2 separate regions of the Oryzias latipes genome follow, and region 2 is linked to region 1. Evidence: chromatin contacts called from public Hi-C data. All regions are on one chromosome and are shown on one strand. The core of a region is the stretch at or near the end of the contact, and the rest is flanking DNA. Distances in the headings are between cores, read along the strand shown.

What was found. A called contact is a pair of places that touch in the nucleus more often than the background predicts.
Region 2: a contact with region 1 is called in a Hi-C map of gastrula embryo, with 1.5 times the contacts expected there. The contact joins the enhancer-like site here to the promoter of LOC101174213 in region 1. A contact is called at or near these places in 2 of 5 Hi-C or Micro-C datasets (fibroblasts and gastrula embryo).

Annotation. Positions count from the first base shown.
Region 1 is chr15:20,797,923-20,803,471 of ASM223467v1, reverse strand. LOC101174213 (zinc finger protein 503) reads left to right here and starts at 1,709. Exons shown (of 2, transcript XM_004077102.4): 1 at 1,709-2,332; 2 at 2,661-4,606. The coding sequence starts at 2,078. The coding sequence ends at 4,091.
Region 2 is chr15:20,912,035-20,917,397 of ASM223467v1, reverse strand. The region is part of intron 2 of lrmda (leucine-rich melanocyte differentiation-associated protein); the gene reads right to left. Among protein-coding and RNA genes, the nearest start is that of lrmda, 110 kb to the right of the region's middle. Within about 2 kb of position 3,512, at least 1 of the 8 cell types and tissues checked has an H3K27ac peak or open chromatin away from gene starts, as enhancers often do.

The sequences.
Region 1 (5,549 bases), core at 460-2,959:
TAAAAATAAATGAAACATTTTTGTCTCCTGTTGACTGTCTATTCCAGGGTTTCTTGCTCTCCTAGTTGACCTGTCAAGCAGATTACCACAGAAAGAGATTAATGGCATAGGCGGGTTGCAGTAATAATCGTTTTGTTTGATGTGACAACTTTGATAGGCGTTGATTTACTTACAAACTGATAGGCTTTTAATTAAGCGCCTCCATCCTCGATTGAGATGAAAGGGGAGGGGGGGGGGGTAAAAAACACAGTGAAAAGCTGCCCGATTGCCTCGGAGCCTCAATACTGATTAGCCATCTCAGCGGTGAATAGTTCAAGGCATTTGAAACTTCTCCTCTCAGCGGCCTGACAGACCATTTCTCTTCCTTTTCTTTGCCCTACTCCCATTCTCCCCACTGAAAGAAACTAAATCATTTTCATTATATGTAAATAAAATCGAGCTGACATCACTGTGCAGTGTCTGGATTTCTTGTTTCTACCCCCCCCCCCCCCCCCATCCGCCCTCTTTAGCTCCCTGTCTTTGTTATTGCCGTTGCAGATGACAGTGCGCCCGAGGCATTTGACAGGTTTTTAACAACACAATGGTAGATGCGCGTTACTTGGCACAAATGGACAAAGTTCTAAAAAAAAAGGCAAATATTCGCACCACTTTTTAAGGAAAAGCAAAATAATATAATATATAATAATGTTAGTTTTTTCTAAGTATTTTAAAACTATTCGTCTTTTAGGGCTTTAGGAATCTCCCCTCCCTCCCCATAAGGCGGAATGTTAACGCCACAATCGGCCGATAACAGCAAAAGCACTTCAAAACATTAACAGCTTTTCTGCAGAGTTTGAGCTAGTCTGCAAGTTATTTAACTTTCACTGTGCAGATATGCCTCCTCCAAGGAAGAACTCTGAAAGTTGTGCTCCTTAAAGTTCAGTCCTATTTTTCCCACTTGTTTCAAACAGTCATTTGGCGCAAAAAATATAATACAACCTTAACATCAAGTTATTGTCTTGTTTTTGTCTATTGCCTCTCCTCCCATTTACTCCTCTCCTGCAGTCACACTGGCATGTAATCAGCCACAATAGCCGACATAAATCAAGGGGTGGATTGACAGCGCCTGACAAATAACTGATTGATTGCGGTGGAGCAGAATTGACACTTGACGGAGGGGTTGAGATAGAAATAGAAGGGCGGTGTATATTATACTGAAAACATGTGACGTTCACATCCCTCCATTACTACATTGGTCTATTCCTGTCAACGCTTGTCTGTTTAGGGAATTCAAGCTGAAGTGGTTGGTTTTATGTTTGCAGGTTACGGCTCCATGGTGGAGCTGGTTTACGCACACTAGAGCGCACCTAGGGCGCAGGAATAAAACGCACCATCTATGCCAGCCAAGTGCATTCAAACACAACTACATTTAATAGAAATATCCCCCCAAAAACAGGATTTAATGATAGATTTTTGGATGCACCAAACAGCCAAAACTCATCAAAATAAACTTGAAAAGACAAATGTATGTATGCTGTCTAACTTTAATTTCACATTTCCTTTGTAAAAGCAAAATAATAACTCCTTATAGAGACGGTTTTTGTCGCACTGCATCCGCAAAAGCGCCGGCGTTCACTGCAAACAACACATTTTCCCCCCTCCCATATCTCCTCCCCCCGAGCTGTCAAAATAGAGGCGCTTACAAAGCGGAGAACGTCACATCCCCTTGACCCTCCAATCACCTCAGGGTCCCATTTGATTGGAAGGCGGCAAAGGCTTTAATCTCTGACTAATTCAGCTGCTTTTGAAGTGAAAATTTCTACCAGTTCGTACTTCGGGACTACAGAGGGAGGACCTGCAGTCAGGCGCACACACGGCGCAGCGCTCATGGTGCCAGACGCAGACGCAGATCTGCGATAACCTCGCACCGTCTCCTTCCAGCTGCCGCGCCTTGCTCCTCTCTCCAGTCGGGATTATTACAGCATTTTGCCTTTATTTTGAAACATTTCCTTCCTGCCAGAGAGGCTCGATTACATCTCCTGATTTTCTTAATGAAACTGGCGAAAGCATCACCATCTCATTTCCTGACAATTGGGACATGATCACGTCGCCCTCGGCGTCTGCCCTGAAAAATAGTGAAATTTGTGCAGCGTGGGAACGCAGCAGTCCTCGGAATAGCAGTTCGGCGAGCATCAACAAGCCTTTTCTCCACTCCGCACCTCCTTCTGATCCACTACGACAAGCAAGGCGACTTCACATCAAGGTTTTAAAAATGCTTACTGCACGGTCAGGACACATTTTGCACCCGGAATATCTGCAGCCCTTGCCTTCTACCCCAGTTAGCCCCATCGAGGTATGGAAAACTCCTTTTTTTATCTGAAATATTTTGGGTGTTGGTGTGTTTGCGTTACGTGTGGAAAGGTTTCGGGAGTTTCCCTTCCCCTTTCTTCCTGCGATTTCGTCTAATTCCGGGGGTTAGAATATGTTTGAGCTTGCTGAAATGTCTGCATCTTGTTTTTAAGGTTTTAACGATGCGATACTTAGTTTTACTCCCTTAGGATCGGTGCGTAAAAAAGGGTTTTTCATGCACGTCTTACGATGCGCGTTTCAGATTTGCACTACTAAAATGTATTTAATGTTTTTTTTAAATAAATTTTTGCTTTTTGCTGTGTTTTGTGCAGTTGGACGCCAAGAAAAGTCCGTTGGCTCTGCTGGCGCAGACCTGCTCTCAAATCGGCAAACCGGACCCGCCACCCTCTTCCAAATTATCCTCCGCTACACAAAATGGATCTAGTGAGAAGGAATCTAAATCCGGCCCTTTGAAACTTAGCGACATCGGCGTGGATGACAAGTCCAGCTTCAAACCTTACTCCAAACCGGCAGATAAGAAGGACTCGTCTTCGGGCGTCTCAGGCGGAGAGAAGTCTGGTTTCCGAGTGCCGAGCGCCACCTGCCAGCCGTTCACGCCGCGGACAGGCAGCCCCAACTCCAGCACCTCTGCGTCTCCCATGCCATCAGAGGGGAAGTGCGGAGACAGGGATGAAAAGAAAGATTCTGACTGTAGTAAAAACAGCTCCGCGGACGGACCTGGCACCACGAGCCACAGCAGGATAAGCGTGAGCTGTGGTGGAATTAACGTGGAGGTCAACCAGCACCAGGAGGCGACCCCTGGCTCTAAAACCACCTCTTCCTCGGAGTCTTCCTCCGTAACTTCTGTATCCTCTGCGTCCGTTCTTGGCTCAGGACTTGTGGCGCCAGTTTCTCCTTATAAACCAGGACAAACCGTTTTTCCTTTGCCTCCAGCTGGTATGACCTATCCGGGCAGCTTGGCGGGGGCCTATGCTGGTTATCCTCAACACTTCCTGCCCCACGGAGGCAGCTTGGTCAATGCACAGTTGGCTAGCTCCCTGGGCTGCAGTAAAGCTGGCTCCAGCCCGTTGGCCGGAGCCTCCCCGCCGTCCATTATGTCAGCCAGCCTGTGCAGAGACCCCTACTGCCTCAGTTACCACTGTGCCAGTCACTTAGCGGGCGCAACTGGCGCGTCTTGCACGCACGACTCAGCAGCTGCGGCTGCCGCAAACGCTCTGAAATCCAGCTACCCACTAATGTACCCGACCCACCCCATCCACGGGGTCCACTCCTCGGCGCCATCATTTAGCGGACACCCCCTGTACCCCTACGGCTTTATGCTCCCCAACGACCCTCTCCCCCACGTTTGTAACTGGGTGTCTGCGAACGGACCGTGCGACAAGCGCTTCTCCTCTTCGGAAGAGCTCCTGAATCACCTGAGGACACACACTGCTTTTACTGGCGCGGAGAAGTTGATATCCGGTTATCCCGGGTCTTCATCACTGGCCAGCGCCGCTGCGGCGGCCATGGCCTGTCACATGCACATGCCACCGTCAGGAGCCCCAGGGAGCCCCGGGACTTTGGCTCTCAGGAGCCCGCATCACGCGTTAGGACTCAGCAGCCGCTATCACCCCTACTCCAAAAGTCCCCTGCCAACTCCCGGTGCGCCTGTTCCAGTCCCCGCAGCCACCGGCCCATACTACTCCCCTTACGCACTGTACGGCCAGAGACTCACCACAGCGTCTGCGCTGGGATACCAGTGAGGAGGGAAAAGACTTTGAAAAGTTTATAATATCAAGAATGCAAATATTAAATTAAAAAAAGAAAAACAGCAACTAAAACTTTTACTTTAACTGCGCTAAACTTTCTAAGCAGGATCCGTGGTCTTCAACTGTATTTATTTATATGTCGGCTTAAAAGCAGGCGGTAACAGCTGCATATGGAAAATATTTGAGCAACTCAAAAAGTGCATTTTGTTGAAACCGAACGGAGAGGAAAAAGTGGAAGAAAAAAATCACGCATATGTTAGAATACTGATTAACGTAGGGGTCATCATTTCATGTTGATTTGAAACTGCTATGATTGTATTTGTTATTATTTAAATGTCCCATTGAGAGGAACAAAAATAATTTACATGCATGTTTGTTTCTTAAATTGAAAAAAAAATCGTTCACATTTTAAATTGCCGTTATTTTTCAGGTGTACCTGATAAAAAGAGAATTGATATTTTTTTGTATGTATTCTGGGAAAAAAATAAGAAGCAATTCTGTTCCAAAAATTCCGTGTGACTCATTTTGTTTTCCTGAAACATAAAAGTCAAAACCTATTTTTATTTACTTGTTGGAGTATTGCCTTTTAAAATTTCTGCATTTTTCGTGTTTTTACATGCAAACAAAGTTTGTACAAACTTTAAAAGCAATTTGATTTGTGTGGACATGAAAATCGCCTGTAACCCCATTTAGATAACACACGTGCGTAATTTATTTCCATGACGCACAAATGACCTTTAGATTGCTGCAGATTAGATTTTATAATTTTTAAGAAGGCTCCTGAAGGTTTGAATGAAACTCTTAGCGCAAAATGTTTTAATATATTCAAAAAACTACATTTTTAGAAGTTTTTTTTAATCGTAAACGTAAAAATAGATCTATAATTTTCGTTTTTACGTTACAAACATTTTGTCATTTAAGTTAAAATACTAAAAGTCCAGTTTCCTATGGGCCCTCAACAAAATCCCTAATCTTGTTGAAAAGGAGAAGAATTGAAATGATTAAATTCGATTTTTTTTTTGTCCGATTATGTTTCATTTGCGTTAGATCTGAGGTGCCGCTAAATCCGCACATTTTCCATTTAAATGGGGGTGACCTGTGAAAACTTGTGGGATTTTTTTTTTATGATGACATAAAACGCTCCAATTTCACCATCAAGGTCAGGCGCATGGAACAAATATTTACGCAAGATTTTTAGAAAATCCAGACAAAGGGTTTTGCGCAAATTACGCAATAAGGTATTCCAAACCTTTATTTATTATTAAATTTTAAAGCTTTAGCAAATTTGAGAAACAAAGAAGGGCCTTGAAATTGTGACAGAAGGATCGATCCTTGCTGGCTTTACATGAACTTTATCTCCAAGTGTCTCCATGGATCCAGCTGTTCTCCAGTTATCATCGTCATTATCACGACGAATGTCTCCTCATGCCGACCTTTCTGTCCGATTAAAAG
Region 2 (5,363 bases), core at 2,263-4,762, 110 kb before region 1:
TCCAATAATGTCATTTCAAAAAAATATTGCGATATCAGATTTGATTATTTTTAAAGACCCATAAGAAAATAGGCACTTACAAAATAAAAGCTGTTATTTTGGCAGTCATTTTGGTGATAAACATATAGAAAAAAAACTGTTTTTCCTCTAGTCTGAATAAGAAAAGAGCTTCAAACCCAGACAAGAATACTCATCAAAATAAATCACTATCCAGGCAATAAACATGTAAAACGTGATAGATATGTGCTTGCCTTTTTCTCTTTTTCAATAACAGCTGCTGTAAAGGCCTGCTGAGCACAAGCGGCTATAAAAGTATGTAAAATAAATTAGGAGAGCATAATGAGAGGCTCCAGCAATTCCACCATAAATATAACATAACGACCACAACTAAAATGTCAGGGAATCCAATAAATCAATTTCTCGGGGACAGGTCGGCCTTTATGTGTAGAACACAGTCATATTTATTTCACTATTTCTTTTTTTGTTTTTTTGGCCGATGGATCTCATTTTTTGGAGAGCAGGCACCTAGGAGAGAGGGTGCAGCTCAACATGGGTCCCTCTCACACAAGAAGGGTTTAATATGTGCTCTGTGTGATTCATCACTGTGACATGGACACCTGAGGCCTGGGCCTGCTCCATTTCTACAGCCTAAATGGTTTCTTGGGGAATTTTCTTGCACACTAGCACACACCGTTGCCACACATGGGCTGAGAGAGACAAAAAAAAGGGGGGGGGGGACAGAGATGGGTAATAGACTGACAGAGAAGGCATCCTTAAAACAAAAATGTTTAGTCCTGATCATGTTATATATACTCGGTTCGAAGTCGCCACTAGAAAAAGTAAATTACTTGTGATGGAAGAGGCGACAAAGAAAATACCAAGGAGAATGATATAATTGGGTTTATGGTGCTGCGTTTAGGTAAACGGAACAAAAAGAAAGGTTTTCCAACATTTGAGAAAGATGTACACCTTCATTAAGTATCTTTATATTAAAAAAAGTATTTTTATTCTGTTAAAATGTTGTTTTTTTTCAATCCACAATAACATGCCACAGTTTGTTCAAAGTAATGCAAGATTTTCACCATAACGAAAAAAAAAAAAAAAAAACGCCATAAATTTGCAGAATTTAAGTCACAAAGATATTTATGTCGATGTTTTTGGATGGAAATTTTTGTGAAAAATTAAAAATTGAAAAGAAACAAAAAAGCTAAAAACTGTAACTGTATCTAAAACAAAAAGGTCAAATTAAAAATCCTGAAAAGAATTGTACATCTGAAGATGTTATCATGGATTCAAAAAGATTGAAACATTGAACATTTATGCTTCTTGGATCCCGACATTCTCTCAGAATCAGGATTACTTTATATTCCATTTTGAAAAATGCATCCTTCGAAAATATGAATTCTTCAAAATCCGACATGATTTCTGCCTTGGTTCTCTTAGAAACCCTAAATATGACATAAAAAGCATAGTGTTTGATTGTTGAAAATGTTACTGAAGTGTCACAAAAAAAATCAAAAATAAATACAAAAAATTTCACATGTATGTGAACGAGAAAACCTGTTGGAAAAATGATAAATGGAAACATATTTTAGACAGAATTCAACCTGACAACATTTTTTTTCCTTCTGTTATCATATCAGTTACTATAGCTATACATCATTTAATAAGGGTTGTCTTAGGAGTAGAGTGACGACGTGTAGATTCCAAGTATGGTTTATGCACTGCAACCTTAAACCATGTTTTTAATTATTTTCTTAAACTCTGTCCATCAACTCTCCTCTCCAGAGGTGGCTTGTTTAAGAAACAATTAGGGGGTATACAAAGCCATTTGCAGGCAGCAGGCCTTTCTGGGCAGGCCGGTCGACTGGAGTACCTTTCACAACTGATTTATAACAATTTCGGCGCAGCAAGCCAACATAATTAATAGGAGCATGGACTTCTAATTCCAATGACTTCTACACCAAGTGGTTCCATCTGATTTATGATGGTTGGCAATTCTGCATTTTATCAGTTCATTTGGTCATTATTTATGTTGATGACCAATTTCAATGGGTCACAACCATCTAACTTGCTACTAATCAAAGAGAATTAGGGTTCAGTACATTATTTAGAAAGTGCTAATTTATCTCTAAAAGAAGAGGGGGGTGAGATGCAAAGCAGTTCACCACAGTGTTTTCAGAAACGCTTTCACTGAATGTTGCCCTGTAACTGAATGAGCTCTGTAAATGGGACTGAAGTCCAGAACTGCTTGTTAGGCATTTACTGGAACAACACAAAAGTGTCTGAATCAACAGAGTGCACATTCATTCTGAGTTTGTGGCACTTGGCTGAGGTGCTGTGGAACTTTTAGAGTGAATCCAACACATGTGGGGTTTGAAACAGTACACAAAGTTCAGTAAACGACTGTTTCTGCATAATGCAACATTAGCACGGCCTAGAAAAAACGATGGTCCATGAACAGAACTTGTCAAGTTTTTTTTGTCAATTGAAATACACACGGAGAAATCTTTTATGTTGCAGTTTAGAAAAGTGGACCTCTTCTGCAGACACAGCAATTGCAATTCAAAGGTGACATATTGCCAATTTATCAATAATGAATATTAATCAGGCTCAATTTGGAGAATCGGAGGGCATCATGTTGACCAGCCTCAGCCTGGAGGCATACATGGACATATCAAAGCGAGAAATCTCAGAGGGTGTCAAGAGAAATCTGTGCTCATCATAGCAACACACACACACACATGCACAGATCAGAATGCAAGGACAAGATGATGCACAGCATTCCTGATAACTGTCTGCTGGCTGGCAAATTAGATACACTTAAGAGAAGCTCATGTAGAATTCTCCGTGTTTTCAAAGCCTGTTAACATAATTAAGTTAGAAAGATTTTACAATGTAATTTAAAACAAGCTCCATTGTTCTGGATTAAGAACAATCAGTTACTCAAACGTGCACACCATGACCACACTGACATTCATTATTTAGGCTAATTGTTCTTTTCTGTAGTTAAATAAATGAGATTTTTAAAATACACTGTGGTTTGACAGCCGGTTTGATTGGGGAATGGCAGTTAACACCACACTACAGTTCACCAAAGTGCACATTTCCCTATGAAATCCTAAAGGCAATGATTCTACAAATCCCTTTGAAACAAACACACAACCAAGTCAATTTACTGTACAGAAAATGAAAAATGCACTCTTCAAGCATTTGACAACAGGTCCAATTCAAATGATCAGACTCCATTTGTTAGCCTACACCTGATTCCCTGAGTGATAAATTGCATTTAGCGAACCACAGGCAGCTAAGCAATCTTGACATGTTTTTATTGATTTGCATGAGCTATGTGCATGTAATCCGGTTGGTAGGTAAATCATGGCACGGGCAAATCTGAGTCACCATGGGTTTCGTAGGTGGGGAGAAAATTGGAGACTTCACATGGGAGGAGGAATAGAGCTGGGAAAGGGTGGGAAAGAAATGTGGCCGCCCCCTTTGAAATCTTGGGACCTCTATTAAGATTTATAGGTGTTGGGATTATATGGACCTGAAGCATTATTCATGGTAAAGCTTCTGTGTCTGGGCCCGTTTAATAGATGAGACAGGGTTGACAAAGATGGAACCCCTCTACAACACAGCCAAGCAGCTAAAACATGGGGCTCAGTCACCTGACGTGTAATCAGCTGCATCTAATCAGCACAAAACATTGATTATTGGCATTATTACATTGATTTATTTTTATTGGCTTTGATTTCATACAAACAATTTTTCCATTATTCCCAAATGTATTTAGTCTGTTAAAGTAATTGGGGTCAACTAAATTGCCCAAGTGGAATATAATAAATATTTGTAGTAAGTTTTTTTTCATAAAAAACACGCAAAACACAAATTTACACAAGAAAAAACACAAAAGAACAATATTCTGCTTAGTAAATGCTGAACACACACAACCCAACTCACAGAGTAACTAAAAATGACACCGAGCCAAACAGATCACTCTGAATCTTTGTTTAAAAAGCCATGGCAATATTCAGTTTATTCAGCAATTTCCTGAGAGTCTCACCATACTTTATTTGCTCTTATTAGATGAAAACACAAGGATCACCTTCAACTTTATTAATGATGGTACTCTAGATGAAAGATGCTGGTGAAAATCTGCAGCATCTGTTTTCTGCATTCACTTCTCAGCGGGTTCCACCTATTCCTCATGCCTAATGATGCTGATCCTCTCGGCAACTTTTATGGACAAATGTGTATTTGGCCACATTCATCATCCTGAATGAGTGTTCCTGATGAGCCATCCCCCTGGCCTGTTTCACTCTTTCTACCGAGTGTTAACAAATGACAAATCCCGCCACGTGTTTTCCATTTGGGATATCCATTGGAGCGCAGGGGGAAAAGGGGTCGAGACTCTCTGAGGGGCTAAAAGATGGGCAGATTCAAGAGGAACGACTCAACGATGACTACTCGTGAAAGGAAATAGCCATCCGTGTGCGATAAACTAACCATAGTGGCAATGAAAATACATTAATAATATGATGCTGTCAAGAAACAGCTGCTGAGCTGATTTGTGTCAACAGTTTAAAACCAATTTCTTTAGGAGTGACATGAGAACATACTTTTACTGTAGTGGAGGAGAAACCCTAAAGGTTAGAGACTGTTTCCTTGCAGAACCACATAAAAGAAAAAACGGCAAGAGAATATGGACATGGTCAAGATTTTGAATTTGTATGAACAAGATTGGGGTTATTTCAAGTTCTTAGTTGCAGTGTTAAAAAAATCCTATTTCTTTTGATGTGCAGCTGGACAAGAGTCCAAAAACAGCTGCTTCTCTTAGAACGTAGGAATCCAAGTGTTCTTTATCTGTTGGGACATTTGAGAGGAGTTGATCAATCCATGAGCGATCAAAGCAACTTGGAGAAAAAATACCTTGGTTTTGGTTTTAGGATGAACAAAAAATTCAACTTCGGTTTGTAAAAGAAAAACTCATGGAAAATGTGTAAAAAAATGGATGGATGGATGGATGGATGGATGGATGGATGGATGTCCCCACAATTTGGATGATTTGTCTATTACAAAACAACATTTTTTAATTTTATTTTCAAATAGGTAAGTAATGATAAAGAAAAACCTTTCAGTCGGCCCATACTATGCTTGGTGTACAGTGATCCCTCGCTATAACACGGTTTACTTTTCACGGTTTCGCTACTTCACGGATTTGCATCGTGCATTGTGTTCTGCATTCTGATTGGCTAAAAAGTCACTCTGCTTCTTCTCTACCTGTGCGTCAATAACGTTGCAGTTTAACAATTAAATGTACACGTACGTAAAACAGCTTGTCAAATTTATATTGTGAACGTGCA